Linked DNA regions of Gossypium hirsutum: region 1 is linked to region 2. The links are chromatin contacts, called in public Hi-C maps. All regions are on one chromosome and are shown on one strand. The core of a region is the stretch at or near the end of the contact, and the rest is flanking DNA. Distances in the headings are between cores, read along the strand shown. Region 1 holds the start of LOC107920633 (non-lysosomal glucosylceramidase). Region 2 overlaps LOC107919846 (far upstream element-binding protein 2).

The links. Hi-C and Micro-C count contacts between places; a contact is called where the count stands out from the background.
Region 1: a contact with region 2 is called in a Hi-C map of leaf, with 1.8 times the contacts expected there. The contact joins the promoter of LOC107920633 here to the enhancer-like site in region 2. A contact is called at or near these places in 4 of 34 Hi-C or Micro-C datasets (all in leaf).

The regions. Positions count from the first base shown.
Region 1 is chrD13:41,031,621-41,034,526 of Gossypium_hirsutum_v2.1, reverse strand. LOC107920633 (non-lysosomal glucosylceramidase) reads right to left here and starts at 1,518. Exons shown (of 20, transcript XM_016850441.2): 1 at 944-1,518.
Region 2 is chrD13:40,941,681-40,944,405 of Gossypium_hirsutum_v2.1, reverse strand. It overlaps LOC107919846 (far upstream element-binding protein 2), which reads right to left. Exons shown (of 7, transcript XM_016849237.2): 7 at 1,038-2,544. The coding sequence ends at 1,309. It overlaps LOC107920319 (tubulin-folding cofactor E), which reads left to right. Exons shown (of 17, transcript XM_016849976.2): 17 at 1-217. Among protein-coding and RNA genes, the nearest start is that of LOC107919846, 5.8 kb to the right of the region's middle. Within about 2 kb of position 1,380, at least 5 of the 9 cell types and tissues checked have an H3K27ac peak or open chromatin away from gene starts, as enhancers often do. A contact at or near this core is called in leaf, where this site is marked.

The DNA of each region.
Region 1 (2,906 bases), core at 269-2,768, 90 kb before region 2:
GTAAATATTTAATTGTTTTAGATTAATTTAGTAAAATAACCATACATTTTCAAATATTCAACAGGTAGCCATCTACTGTCTCTAGTCTTATACCAAGAACAAAACCCTAAAAGTCAACTGATAGGTTGAGGATTGTTCAATAAAAAATATTTATTTTATAATTATAATTAATTATTGAAATATATTAAATTACTTGTAAAGTCTTTTATATAAATTAAAATGGGTTAATGTAATTTTTAACCTATATAACTTGATAATTAAATTATTTCTTATATTTTTTACTATGCACTTTTGATACCTAAATTTTGCTACTTAATTTATTTTAATATCTGAATTTAGATGTTGTAAAAGTGAAATCACACAATAAGATTGTACCAAAAAAATATAAGTATTAAAATGCAGTTTCCAGAAACCCAGAAAAAATTGTGTTTATTTATTAAGCTAACTTATTTTAGAAGGGAGTTAAATCTTACCATTTTATTCAAACAAATTTTTCTTTTAAATTTTTATGTTTAAATAAACTTTTATACTTTAATCCATATTTAAACTATGATGTTGATTTATTTAAAAATTTAAAAATTATTTAGCTATAAATTTAAAACTTCAATTTATATAAGTTGAAAAAATTAAAAAGATGTTAAAGAATACAAAAAAAAAACTGCTTCATAAATGATTGTTTGTTCATAAAAACCAACCTTCCCTATTTGCAATTGTTAAGAGCAAGGTTTTTTAGAGACTCACAGCATTCGTCAGAGCCATTCTTCAATATTTAAATCATACATATATAATTAAGCTTAAAAGTAGAACAAAGAATCCATTTATGTATCATCTTTTTTCTTTTTACTTTGAATATTGGGAATGAAAGTAAGTAGAACTCACAGTGCGGAAGACAAAATAAATAAAGGAAGGAAGGAAGATGTTGGTGAGAAGATACATGTCTAACCTGGAAAAACAGCGTTTCTTCGTATTTGTATGAAGTTGATGATGAATAATCGGAATCAGATAGATGTATAGGAATTTGGGTTGGCTTGACCTGCGTTTCAATTCATTTTGGTTTTGGTTGAATTTGTTTTTGTTTGAACATTTCAGAAACTACCAAAACCAAGAGGAGCACGGGAAAGAGAAAGAAAGGCAAAAAAATAATAATAAGCGAGGAAAAGTAAAAAGAGAAAAGGTTGGTTGATTATTGACAATTTTATTTGTTCTGATGTGATTTGGCCCTTTCCCTTGGCCGCTTTTATTTTTTATATATAAGTAAGTGGAAAATCTATTCACTTGGGAAAGATTAATTAAAAAACAAACAAACAAATGATGCTCCGGTAGGGAGGATCAAACTGCTCCAAAATAGATGCTGGAATATGACCATAAACCACGTCTAATGCTGATTTGGTTGCGAAAATGAGATCCCAGAATCCGGGTATGCTGCAAGTTTTCGCAGAATTTCCACTATTGAGCAAGAGAAGGTTGCTGGAGTTTCTGCGCCAGCATGCTCCTAAGTGCTTTGTGTTGATAATTGTTCTTGCCTCATGCCGTCCTTCCTTATTAAAAAAAGGATAATTCAAAATTATTATAAAAAAATAAAATTAAGGGTATTTAATATATTTAAATTTTAATAAATAATTAAAGCTAAAAACAACCACCCCTTAATAAAAAATCACTCACTAAAAAATACTTTAATTTGTTATAAAATAAAGAGAGATGGAGTGAATAAAGAACAAAAAAAATGGAATTAATAGATAATGTACTTTATTGATCATTTGGGATGATTATAATGCTTTATCAGAATATCTATTTATAGGCATAAGAAGTATAAAAGAAGTAGAGATCCAATTCTAATAACTATTAGAATTTAAAGTACATTAAAACTTTATCTTAATCATGATTGACATCCACTTAATAAGATATTCATAACACTCCCCCTTGGATGTCCATTGGTAGAAAATGTCCCTCGTTAAAACCTTATTAAGAAAAATCCTGTGAGATAAAAACCTAATGAAGGAAAAAGAGTACACGATCTATAATATGCATAATATGTTGCTTCATTAAAAACCTTACCAAGAAAACCCAATTGGACAAAACCTCGATTAAGGGAAAAAAAGTACAACGCGTATTTACTCCCCTTCATGAAAGCATCACATACTTTCTCATATTTTACGTATTCAATCTTGAATACTAGTTTTTCAAATGACTATTTAAATGTATTGCTAAGTATTTATATCACCATTCTTTTAAAAATCATGAGTGAGGGAAATTTGGAAAAATATATTTTGGTCTCTTCAGGAGATTCAACAATAATCATAACAAACTTTAATCATGATTCTTTTATAAAAACACAAATAGGTATTTTGGATCATTTTATAATCCTCTTCAACTACTATTCACTAAGTCAAATTTACCACATATATTCAAATTATTTTAATTCATATAAATGAACAATTTCTCGATAATTTCAATATGCTTCTAGCATCCTAAATCCTTCATGGATTTTAATATAAACTTTACTATATAGTGATTCATAAAAGGTTGTAACAATAATCATTAGATGCAAATTAAATCTTTTATGAATTGTCAATTTAATAATATATCCAAAGGTTATTGCATCCACCACAAAAGAATATTATGTCTTTTCATAATCAACGTCAGGACTTAGCGAAAAACTTTATATTTTTATTCTGCTTTTGCAGAACTACTTCAATTGAACCCTCACTAGCTTTATACCTTTAGATATTTGGACTACTAGTCCAAAAACTCTAGGAATTTAATTGTACTTGAGTTGTATCTTTCTATTTTGATCAATTTATTTCATATCTATATTTCTCAATAGATTTATTTAAGATCCTCTTTTTATCTCAGTATTTCAATAATAATATTGCATGTAAAATCATTGTCGACCACTTTTATTATTC
Region 2 (2,725 bases), core at 131-2,630:
CTGCTTGTGTGAAATTCTGGCATTGGCATCAACATCTGCGTACCATCTTAACGCCCAGTACTTTTGATCAACGTACAAATTTTCGATGTCCGGTTATATCTTTACTAGATTCAGTGTTTGATTTGTTATAACATCAATAGTAGATAAAAGACTAATCGCTTTTATTTATCACAGATTACATTTAATCATTTATATTTGAAATGTTATGTTTTAGTCACTTGTGTTAACGTGTTGTAATATTTTAATCAATGAGTCATTAATGGTGTAACTGTAAACTGATGTGGTAGGTTAAATCATTTCGAACAAAAATTTTAAGTTAAAACTATATAATTGATCCTCATTCTTTTTATTGAGTAATTTAGTTTTATTTCTTTTATGTTTGAATTTTTCTTTTCTTTTTTTATTTTGCTTCTTCCTCTAACTTCCTCCATTTTTTCATCTTTTTTAATGTGCTTTTTCTATGTTTTTTATTAGTTAAAACTAAAGGGGAAGAACAGAAAAATAAAGAAAAAATATTAAATTATTCAAAAAAAAGTATAGAGATAAGTTTTAACAAATAGAAAATAAAAAAAATTATGTTAAAAAAGAAGAGAAAGGAGGAAAACAAATAGAGAAAATGAAAAATAAAGAAGTTAAAAGGAAAAAAAAGTTAAATTGTTCAAAATAAAAAAAATGGGAATATTGTTGCACTGTTAATGGTAATTAACGGCTCAATATTAAAATGTTACAAAACAATAACGCAAATGACTAAAATATAATATTTTAAACATAAATAATTAAAATGTAATTTGAGGTAAATAAAAATAATTATTTTAATAATTTAACCGTAAAATTAAACTAAAATAGGTATATGTATTTTGGTTTAAATTATAAAATTTTTAGTATCTTTCTTAAAACATTAGATATACGTCCAACAGGTCAACCCTCATGGGGTGATTTGATATTTTGATATTTGCAATTATGGGGTAAATTGACGTCCGTTGTGGTGCAAGCATGAAATAACCGAAACGTAAATATATAAATAATTCAAACGACTGTAAACGTTTCAATAGTAGAATAACATATATTAAATTTTAATAAAACAAACATGAAGGAACCAACATCGTTAGTAACAAAGTTAGGTAGCATTTGGTTGGCAATCTTTGTCGAACAAAACTAGAAAAGAAAAGAGAAACTAGTTGCAGTAGCGCCAAAAGTAAACAATAGCTAGAAGGCCTCAAAAACAAAATAAAGAAACACTACCTACAGAATGTCGGGTACGGTCCTGACTACATTAACCAACACAAGACATACAGGAAGACAGCCATGTCAACGCGGTGCAGCATACATCTGGGTGGAATCATACTGCGGATATCCAGGTTGGGGGGATACTGTTTTTCCATACCCAGCAGGTGCACTACCTGGCGCTGCAGCATAACTACCAGATTGAGGAACAGGCTGATCATAGGTAGGCTGAGCTGCTGTTGTTTGAGCATAAGTTGCTTGGCCACTGGCTGGGGGCGCACCATATGTTGCTGCAGGCGCACCACCATAACCAGAATCCTGCGCCCCTTGATACCCATAACCTGCATTGTTAGGAGCCTGTGTCTGTTCAGAGTAGCCTTGTTGCGATGGTGGGTATTGACCATACCCAGCAGCGCTACTTGCTTGTGCATATGCAGTTGGTTGACTGTAACCAGGAACAGGCTGGCTACCTTGCTGCGGATAAGCCTGGCCACCCACAGCTGAAGGCTGACTGTACCCATCACTAGGTGGTGCAGAGCCATATGGAGGATAGCTTTGTTGCGTTGGCCCACTTGATGCATATGCATACTGCTGCTGTGGAGGCACATTTGAACCATATGACTGAGCAGTTGGACCTTGATATGGTACTTCTCCAGGTTGATTGGCTGGAGGTCCATATGTTTGGGGTCCTTGTGACTGCATGCCATAAGATGGTGGCTTGCCATATTGCTGCTGAGGGGCATACCCAGGTTGAGGACCTGGCTGTGCATATCCTGGCTGAGCAGATCCATGCCCTCCATAAGGATGCTGAACTGGGGTATGATTTTCATACTTCTCTTCATATCCATGTCCGTAGCCATGCTGGGGAGCAGCTTGCGAATAGGGTGGTGGATGCGCATAATCTGCTGGACCACGAGGCTGTCCATAATTATAACTCGACTGAGATGGAGGCAGCCCCATAGCTGGAGCAGGTGAGGGACCCGGTCCATGACCAGGAATTGAAGTCAAATGTTGGTTAGAGACCCCCCCTTGCCTGCTGTAGTAATCATAACCTCCACTCTGAGGAGGTCCCTGCATGCTATGAGGCCTCTGCTCCCAACTAGAACCAAAGTTGCTCCTTGGAGCCATTTGGTGAGAAGGGTACCCACCATACGGAGGTTGATAATGAGAGTTGTGAGATGGATATGGTCCTCGTTGCTGATAATCATATGATGTCTGAGGAGGATGCCCCCGGGGACCCCACTGAGGTGGACCACTGTTTCCCCGAGGTCGATAGCCTTGCTGATTGAAACCACCAGAAAGAGGTGATGGCCTGACAGTCTATCCATTAAACAAAATAATAAGTTAGATGAGAAGGAATTTCATTCACCAATTTCGAGGGGGAAAATCGAAAGTAGAAAGTAAGCCTCAAAATCGTGCTTAACCATGTTAAACCAAAGAAAACAGGTTGCTAGAATGCTAGGAAACCTCTTGGTTAAAAATAAAAGCATATGCCAAAAAC